Regions from separate parts of the Mus musculus genome. Here region 1 is linked to region 2. A link is a contact called in public HiChIP or PLAC-seq data. All regions are on one chromosome and are shown on one strand. The core of a region is the stretch at or near the end of the contact, and the rest is flanking DNA. Distances in the headings are between cores, read along the strand shown.

Region 1 (5,074 bases), core at 1,158-3,657, 900 kb before region 2:
CATGTGTGATCAGGAGGAAAGAACACATTTCTGACCAATTCAGGTCCTTGGCCTATTCAGAGAGCTCTCTGGGGATAGTTAATGACTCCTGGAACTGAAAGGGAGAGGATGAAAAATCCAGACCAGTCTAGCTTCCTTTCTGGGGGCAGTCTTGAGAAGCCAGGGTCCTGGTGGAAAAGTATGTCTTTTTTCAGAGCCAAGTAGAAGTTTCTGGCAGTTTCAAGGATAGTCAAAACACACCACAAGAAACAGCTGGCCGAAGGGGAGTCAAGTGTGTAGGATGTGACAGGTAGGAAAGTCCTCAAACACCATGAAGCTGAAATGAAAGAGCAGTGCTGCAGAGGCCCAGGTCACTCATCTGCCACAAACTCTAGCTTAGGGGAGGCACCGAGAAGCACTGTGACCAGGGAGGTAACCGACTTTATGGATTCTATGCTCATGTGCATGTGCCTGGGCCTGGGAACAGAAACCCAATTGATGCTTCTGCTCCCCGTGTTTGTGTTTCCTTTAAGACATGAAAACAGGCATGGTGGCACACACTTTTAATCCCAATACTCAGGAGTCAGAGGCAAGTAGATCTCTGTGGGTTTGAGGCCAACCTGTTCTGCATATTGAGTTCCTGGCCAGCCAGGGCTACATAGGAAGACCTAATTTCAAAAGAAGAAGAAGAAGAAGAAGAAGAAGAAGAAGAAGAAGAAGAAGAAGAAGAAGAAGAAGAAGAAGAAGAAGAAGAAGAAGAAGAGGAGGAGGAGGAGGAGGAGGAGGAGGAGGAGGAGGAGGAGGAAGAGGAGGAGGAGGAGGAGGAGGAGGAGCAGGAGGAGCAGGAGGAGCAGGAGGAGCAGGAGGAGCAGGAGGAGGAAGAATAAGAAAAGGATAAGAATAAAGAGGAGGAGGAAGAGGAGAAAGAGAAGAGGAGTAGGAGGGAGATATGGGGGCTGGAGAGAGCATTCAGTGGTCAGAACACTTACTAGTCTTGCAGAGGTCATGAGGTCCTTTCCCCAAACCCAAATGGTGGTCCACAACCTACTATTACCCCAGTTCTAGGGAACCTAAAACTGTTTTTTGGCCTCTCTGGGCACCAGGCACAGACATGGTATATATATACATAAATAAATGCTGGTATTTATGCACATAAAATAAAAACAAATCTTAAAAATAAAAAGGAAAGAAATGCACACAGCCATCCATAGCCCTTAGCTCTTTATCTAGGGGTGACACGTCATGAGATTTTTTTTCTCATCCACAAACAACAGTAAATGAATGCAGCAGGCTGTATTTACATAAAAACACAACTGAGCACATATATGTGTGAGCAGTGACAATAATTAAAAAAGAAATTATAAATTTGAGAGGGAGTTGGGCAACATGGGAGGAGGTGCGGGGTGGCAGAAATTATGTCACTACAGTACTCATGTGTAAAATTCTCAAAAAGACAAATGTGTAGGTTGACCTGTTAAAGAGCTGAAACAGACTCAGGAAGATATGAGCTCAAAATGCTGACTAATGGCTCAAAAAAATTAGCCATATCATTCTGTTCTTCAATTCCCCATGTCTCTCATCAGAAAGACTCACCAGCTCCCTTCTCCAGATCCCTTTTTTATCCTTTCAAAAAAGAAACAAACCACCTTTCAAAAAAGGTGGGGACCCGAAGAAAGACTGTCCCAAGAGACACCCCGAATCTAATAATAGATCCTCTTCTCTTCAGCCACATGAAAACCCCACAACTCATCCCTCCTGCTTTTTAACATTTAGAATCTCATTATATGTAGACACCGAGTCTTAAGAGTTTAATTTCCTCCCTGGTAGTATTAATCCGCTAGCCTTCTGCCTTTCCTCATGAACGGAGAGAAAGAATCTGCTTTGCACAAGTGTAGCTGTAGCATACCAACAAACCAAGGATGCTTTAAATATAAAAGGGCTACCCAGTGGCATGTGAAGGAACAGGCAAGACCACTGTGCTGGCCAGCTTTGGAACCGGAGACTAAGTTCTGAAAAACCTACACAAAAGAAAGAAAGAGAGGGAGGAGGGGACAGGGATGAAATGAGCATAAGAAGTGAAAGGCAGACTTTACAGTCACGGGCAGTTGTTGTTTGAGTACTCTCTATGTTGCCTCAAGACACAGCTGTACATAAAATACTCTGCCTCTCTCCTCTCTAATGGAGTCATATTCATTTCTACTTAACGAGAATCACAAATGCTATTTCGAAACTGCTCGGTTCTGAGGAGCACTGTCTAGTTGGGTGTTTCTTACGCACTCGTTGGCATGGTTATGCCCGCCTAATATAAATGTCGGTAGCCTTTCAAAGGCCTTCACAGGACATCTTTTGAGCATGCCAGTTACCATGGTCACCAGTGTACCCATTTGCAAGGAAAATTGGAAGCCATGCTCATTACGTCAAGAACTACATCGGGCGATAAAGAGAGCATGCTTGCTTCAGAGTTGGCAACTGGTTATTTGTTAGACTCCCTGCCCACACAGTTCCATCAAACAATGTCTCATTCAACTGCCGAAGTCAAAGTTTACAGCTCTGATCTTTCCAACTGGAGCTGAGTGTGCCCGTGAATGCAGAACCTTCCCTAGCAGACTCAGCTCAGCAGAGGGCGACCTATTCTGGTGACTTTGTAAGAACAAAAGAGCCAAGTCATCAGATGGGGCGTGGAGAGAAGCCACAAAACAGTGCATTCTTTTTCAAAAGATGTACTTTTTATCTTCTGTGCATGTATTTGTGTATATTATTGGATATATCTGTGTATGTTATTTTTTTGTGTGTTTATGTGTGCCACAGGCATGCAAGTAGCTTTGGAGGCAAGAGAAGACCATCAGACTCCTGGGAACTGGAGTTGCATGTGGCTCTCTCAGATCCTCTGACAGCTGATTCATCTCTCCAGCTAAAACAATCTCCATTCTAGGACCTTCTAGCATGAACTACATACTTCACCTGGGCTGTGACACTCCTGTGTTTCTCTAGCCAAAATTTTCGGTGAGTGAGAGAGATCATCTGTAAAATATCTCAATCTAAGCCACCCACAGTGTCCTGCATTTTAATCTCAGCATTTGGGAGGCAGAGGCAAGCAGATCTCTATGAGTTCATGGCCAGCCTGGTCTACATAGTGAGTTGCAGGTCAGCAAGATCTGGATAGTGAGAACCTGACTAAACTAGACAAAACCAAATACTGTACTCTCCAGAGTTCTGTGATTCTAAAGCACTCTGACTTCATGCATTTGTGTCATCTGTTCAAAAGCACATGTTCATAAGTGCACAAACACACACACACACACACATACACACACATACACACCCACATACACACACATACACACACATACACACACACACACACAGAGAGAGAGAGAGAGAGGGAGAGAGAGAGAGAGAGAGAGTGAGCTTTCTTTAAAAGATTTGTGAGGTTGAGAATTTAATTGACATACTTGACACTTTTACATGGTATATGGCACATGCTCACGCACACACACACACACACACCTATCCTTTTCTTTACAATCCAACCTGAAAACATGTTCCACAGCTCACCTAAACTCTGACTTGAGAGTTCACATGAGAACAGCTGACTTATTTATTCTAAGTGAGGCCGTCCAGAACCAGGAGAACACTGTACATTGTCACTCATGTGGAGGTCCCAGTATTGAATCTCTAGATGTGTGTTTAATTTGGAGTATCTGTAGAACCCAGGAAAATATCAAGGGGCTTTTAGTGAGGAGGAGGAAGAAAACTATTGAGAGAGGACTAATAGTACACAGGTGATGACAGAAAGAAAGAGGGGAATGGTGGGGAGAGAAATTTAAATGGAGAGGGGTGGAGATTATACCTCTGGGGCTCCCAGAGAAACCCAAACAATTCAGGGTATCATGCTCTCAGTTGCCCACCAGAACTTGACCGTGACACATCGTTGCTAAAGACATTATTCACATCAGTCACAGGGCATGGAGAAATCAAGTTGGCACTGACTGACCAAGAATTCCCAATGCTGATTAGTGTTCCTAGTACCGTTAGGCACTTTATGAGGGAGAATATTCATTAGTAGTGTTATCCAACCGCAAAATCTGTGAACTACAATAGTATGCCCATGGGTGTAATAGTGGAATGAATGCTATGGGGGTAACTAACCAGTTCATGAGGAAATGCGTACTTGGTACTATAAATTTGGTCAATAACTGGTAGCTAGGGAGTCCATAGGCTCTAGGAGTGAGGCTATTACTGTTCTTTTACTAACTAGACTTAGAATCAAGCTATTGTCTACATTCTGAGCATGTATCACTCTACCCAAGGAGCAATGCTGCTTCAGATCCCATGGGGAAGTTGTTGCAGCAGATGGTCTTTAAGGTAGACTCATAACTAGTCAAATACAGAGAACCCGTGTCTGTGTAGTGCTCAGCCACAAATATGACATGCGCATCCCTGCCTCTATCCCAAGGCTCACTGTGGAAGATGCTGTGGAAAAAGTGAAAGAGCCAGAAGTCCAGGAGAACCTATCTGTGTGAAACAGTGCCTTCTGGATGTGACAGGACTTCTCCTCCCATGAGTCAGAGCAGCTGTGGTCATCTGCACTAGACCTACATCAACTCAGGCCAATCAAGCCCATGAACCCTAACTCTAGTTGATAGCTTCAGAAGGACGAGGAGCCAGTTTTCTTTAAGTGTGCGGCCCCTGGTGTGTTGCCCAAACTCCAATGGATGACTCTATACCCATGAGTACATGGGCAACACACACACACACACAAAAATCAAAGAGTGCATGAAGTCGAGAGAGGGCAGGGTGGCTCTGGAGGAGCTAGTGGGAGAAGTGGGGTGGAAATACAATCAACATACATTGTGTTCATATATAAAATACTCAAAAGATTAATAAAAATATTATATAAAAGGGCTAAAGTACACACTCCAGGGTAGGATTTTAAGATGCTAACGAGATATGCCATGCATTAAGTTGTGGGTGGGACTCCATGCAACAGAGCACATACAGAGAAAGTATGTGTTACACGAAGGAGTAAAAAAGCCCCCAAGTGTGACATGAAGTCCCTACCATTTGGACAATAGGTATTGAAGTCACTAAACAT
Region 2 (4,696 bases), core at 1,665-4,164:
CCCCAAACTAAAATAGACAGAAGTGTAATGCTGAGAGGGGAAACTGGAAGAGCAAGAAGAAAACAATCTGGGTACTGGTGACCCATATCTGTGGTTTTAGCCACTCAAGAGGCTGAGGCAGCAGGATCGTTGGAGCCCAGTAGTTTGAGACCAGTTGGATAACATGGTAAGACCCTGTTTCAATGGAAGAAAGAAGGGGAGGGGCTGTAGAGAGGGTTCAACTGGTCAGAGAAGACCAGTATGACAAACTTGCTTTCAGCTTCCTAAAGATTTTTCTCTGTGTGTATTAACTTGACGAGTCTCTCTCCTTTTTCATTAGTTTTCCATTTTTCAAGCCACAGCTCTCCACATCCCACACAATATAATGGTGGGTAGTTTGAAAAGGCCTTCACTTTTGAGGAATCTGTGCCCATAGCAGAAGCTGGTTGGTTGTGGGGCAAGTGAACTGTGCCACCAGACACAAGAAGTGGTAAGGTTGAGTGACCTCAAACCCCATGAAGCTCAGAACTGAGGTGTGGAGCCAGGTCCTGCCAAACTCTACCTGCTTTGGAACATGTAAATGTCACCCCACTGAGAGGACCATGGCAGCCAGCCACGTAGCATTAAAAACCTGATGTTCTCCATGCTAATGAAGTCTCTAGATAGGCCCCTAGTGTTCAGCCAATGAGCTTCCCTTCCTGGACATTCCTTCCTGCAAAAGATATTTAATCCCTAGTTCACCCTGAGTAAGGCATATGCATTCATAGTCACCATCAAATAAAGCAGTTTGAACAAGCAAGGACTGTCCCTTCATCAAAGATCGCCATGGGGGGAGGCCTTTGGCATAAAGAACTGTGCTTAAATCTCCCAAGGAAGGCTTTCTCTTCTCTTCCAGCCCCTCCACACTCTGGGCACTCACTCGGAACCAAACCAGGTTCAGTCCCCATACAGGGCTCTGCCTTCCTCTTCCTGCTTGGTTCATGAAGGTCCTGAAGGGAAGTATGGACTGAGGATCCCCGTTCCAGACTCCCAGTGGTACAGCAGTGATGCCTGTGTACACAGGAGACGGGGAGCCACAGCAGCCATCCCAGACGCCTCTGCTTCCCACCCAGGAAAACATGGCTCCCCCCATTGCAAACTGTTTTGCCTCCCCTAAGTGGCATGCCAGCCGCTCTAGGCACCCCAGCAATGAGGCAGGATGCAGCCCAACAGTTGCTAGCAATCATCCTTGACTTTCGAAGCCAGTTTCCTCAGATGTTTGTGTGATTGGAGGAAGTAGACTGTTACTTGAAAGTATTAAATGGCCTCTTTCCAACTCTGGAAGAGAGGCTGCAGTGTGGCCATTGTGCTGCAGTTAGGTCCTGGTTCAATCCCTTCTCTCCCTGAAGCCGTACCTTGGCCACTTCTTGGAGCCTGTGTCTCTGTTACTTAAATGGCCCTGAGTGGGGTCTATAGTAATTTTTGTACACCCTTCCCAGGGCGTACTTGGAATTCTAGATTTGTGTGTAAAAGTCGTTTATCCGGAAGAAATCCGAGGGACACAGGGTGAGAGCACCCATGAATTAGGTCAAAGTCAACTTAAAAGTATACCTCCCAGCAAGGTGGTAACTAAGGCCGAGGCAGAGGAAGCTCCAGTCCAGAGCCAACTGGGCTACAATAACAGGACCATGCCTCCAAAACAGGAACATCAACAAAAACGTGGTCTTTCTACTCCAACAGCAAGGATTACACACAATATTAGATGCATCCCCAGGAACATAAAAGATCTGAAAGTCACTCAGTTGAAGGTGAGCTATGCACAAATAATAATAATAATAATGATGATGATGATGATGATGATCTGTGTTTCTTAGTCACTTTTCTCCCGGCATAACAGAACACCATGACCAAGGTAACTTATAAAGGAAGTTATAATATAGTTATATATAACTTATAGTTGGAGGCTCATGGTTCATGATCATCATGGTGGGAAACATAGTGGGAGGCAGGCAGGCAGGCAGGCAGGCAGGGATGGTGCTGGGGCAGTAGCTGAGAGCTTGCACCGTGGTCTATGTGAGGCAGAGAGAAGAAAGAACACACTGAGAATAGCCTGGACTTTTGAAAACTTAAAGGCAGTCAGTCCTCTTCCAACAAGCCCACATTCCTAATCCTTCAAACAGTTCCACCAACTGGGGACCAAGCATTCTCACGTGAGCCTAGGGGGGGCCACTCTCATTCAAACCACCACAAAGTAATTTCCAATCACGTGGATCTACTCATTACACTTGAGTAGCCCTTAACGTCATCACTTATCTTGTAGCTTATGCACTGCTCTGTTTTTATATTTTACTGATTGGACCGTGCAGCTGATTGACAGCAGTTTGTCTTTTTATTATTGTTTTTGGTTGGTTGGTTGGTTGGTTTGGTTTGGTTTTCCAGACAGGGCTTCTCTGTGTAGCCCTGGCTGTCCTGGAACCTACTCTATAGACCTGACTGGCCTTGAACTCAGGTATCTGCCTGTTTTTGCCTTTGGTATGCTGGGATTAATGGTATGTGCCACCACTGACTGGTGTGATAGCAGTTACCTGTAATAACATAGCTTTCTAGAAAACTCTCAGGGATCCCCAAATTTTCAAATATAATCTGCACTTGTCCCCACAACTGTCTTTGTTGATGAAACCTTTTGCTGAAAAGTCCATTAAAATTTAATTTGCCTCTCATTTCTTGCCTGTGGTCCTGTGTTAAGAATGAAAGTGAATTGACCTTTGACATTCTTGCCTGTGTTTTGGTTTAGAGGTGTGTGTGTGTGTGTGTGTGTGTGTGTGTGTGTGTGTGTGTGTGTGTGTGTGTGTAGCAAATTTCCTCCATGTGCCACTGTGTGCCCAGGTCAAGCAAGAGCTGTCTCCAGTAATTCTCTTCCCATCTAGGGAATAGCACACACCACAGATACATGAGTTCCTTGTTAACAGCGCCATCTGGTGGCCTCCGAATAACAAGACAGCGCAGTATGGCAACTTGTGGTTGTGCAGACCGTATTCTAATACAGTAAAGCAGTTGCTTCTTGTGGCCTCATCAGCTCCCTTTCCCTGGAGCCTCCTTCCCCAGCAGCCCTTTCCCAGACTGCCCCTCACCCACTCGGCACGTTGGCTCCAGAAAGTTCAAGCTGGTCCCGTTGGCTCTGGGCCCTTCTGCCTGTAGCCTCCTGGGCAGTAGGGAAAGCTGCTAGTAGCAGCCTGGGTGGAGAAACGTGAACTTAACCTCGTGGGTTTGTGCCCGGGGCCACCTTGAACCAGGCCTGGCTGGGATTCTAGTGCTAGAAGGCCCGTGATTTACTGTCTCCCTGGGCAGCAGGTGGCCAGGGTATTTTTAGCATCTGGAGTTTTTAGGGCAAGGCTGGGGGAGGGTAGAACAGTGAGCTCCGAGGACATCGGTTCTTTCAAGGTCTGAGTTCAAAAATCTCCAGACAATGGGCCCTTCCCCTAACACTCTTGGGTTTGGGTGTAGGGTGTCCATGATAAAAGCCACGCACGCCGCCGCCGTTCATTTGCCTTTTCCATTTGTTAGGCAGTAAGTGGAAGAGAGAATGGAGTGGATTTGGGATGCCAACTTGGCAGGCATTCAAGGAAAGCCTGACTGTTGTTAGTGCCCAGCGCAGATCTGTCCCTCTTCAAAGCACTTCTGTTCGCTGTATTGTCCAGCCCTCATTAATCCCATGAACCCCAAAGACGATTATCATATTCTACCAAAGAACTTGGCAAGGAAAGCTGAGAGGTCTGCCTGGTGCCATGGGTACGGGAGGGAGGATCTGCGGCTACACTGCCACAGAGCTAGATCCTAGCTGTGTGCTCAGTGAGACTGGATTGGAACCGCTCGCTCTGCAAGAGGATTGGAACCGCTCGCTCTGCAAGAGGCGTGCTCCCCTGCCTCTTAGCTTTCTCCGGAATGGTTGGTACAGCGCTTAACATGTGCTCCTGTGAGACTGAGCACGTTAAAAACCCTCCTTAGACTGGCTTTCCTGCTTCAGCTCAAGCAGTTATTTATGGAACAGGCCCTGAGTGTATTCTATCATCATTGTCTTCCAGAGAGGGGGACATCTCAGAACAACCATAAAGGGGTGAGGGGTCAGCGACTCTCTGTTCCAGCCAGGAGAGGACCAGGGGATAGTCCTAAATCCAGGAGAGAGAATCCTCAATTATGTGAGCCCCCTTCCCCTTGCCTGACCCTCTGGGTCCCTGCATTGCCCCCAGCTGGGTTCCCCCAACATAACCATACCTGAAGAATAACCACAAGTGACATCATTCATGGAAACTGGTGGTGATGGGACCAAGAGGGGACCCACCTCCCAGAGACTTTATGGGGTTCTGGCCCAGGGGAGTCACCTTCATCATCACTTCTGTGGGCACCAAGAGGCAGAAGCTAGGCCCAGGCAGGCACTTCCCACTCCTGCTGTGTAGCCCTGAAGTATAGACACACCAGCAAGACTGAGAAACTTCTGTGCCCTCCAAGGCACTCAAAGCTGAATGCACAGAACCCAGAGTCGAACACAGATGGGCCGGACATGTTTGTTAAGTTAAGAATTGAAACCCAGAGCCAGGCGTGGTGGCACACGCCTTTAATCCCAGCACTCGGGAGGCAGAGTCAGGTGGATTTCTGAGTTCGAGGCCAGCCTGGTCTACAAAGTGAGTTCCAGGACAGCCGGGGCTATACAGAGAAACCCTGTCTCAAAAAACCAAACCAA

Evidence for each region. HiChIP or PLAC-seq counts read pairs in DNA pulled down with a chosen protein or histone mark.
Region 1: a contact with region 2 is called in an H3K27ac HiChIP or PLAC-seq map of stem cell-derived neural progenitor cells, with 5 times the contacts expected there. The contact joins two enhancer-like sites. A contact is called at or near these places in 2 of 39 promoter capture datasets (maxillary cranial neural crest and stem cell-derived epiblast-like cells), 2 of 15 datasets of contacts at CTCF or cohesin (the NIH/3T3 cell line and large pre-B cells), 1 of 484 Hi-C or Micro-C datasets (bone marrow-derived macrophages) and 1 of 115 datasets of contacts at active chromatin or transcription factors (stem cell-derived neural progenitor cells).

What each region holds. Positions count from the first base shown.
Region 1 is chr14:62,224,189-62,229,262 of GRCm38.p6, reverse strand. No RefSeq gene overlaps it. Among named protein-coding and RNA genes, the nearest start is that of Gm35419, 56 kb to the right of the region's middle. Within about 2 kb of position 2,407, at least 47 of the 459 cell types and tissues checked have an H3K27ac peak or open chromatin away from gene starts, as enhancers often do. A contact at or near this core is called in stem cell-derived neural progenitor cells, where this site is marked.
Region 2 is chr14:61,329,724-61,334,419 of GRCm38.p6, reverse strand. No RefSeq gene overlaps it. Among named protein-coding and RNA genes, the nearest start is that of Gm25716, 11 kb to the left of the region's middle. Within about 2 kb of position 2,914, at least 57 of the 459 cell types and tissues checked have an H3K27ac peak or open chromatin away from gene starts, as enhancers often do. A contact at or near this core is called in stem cell-derived neural progenitor cells, where this site is marked.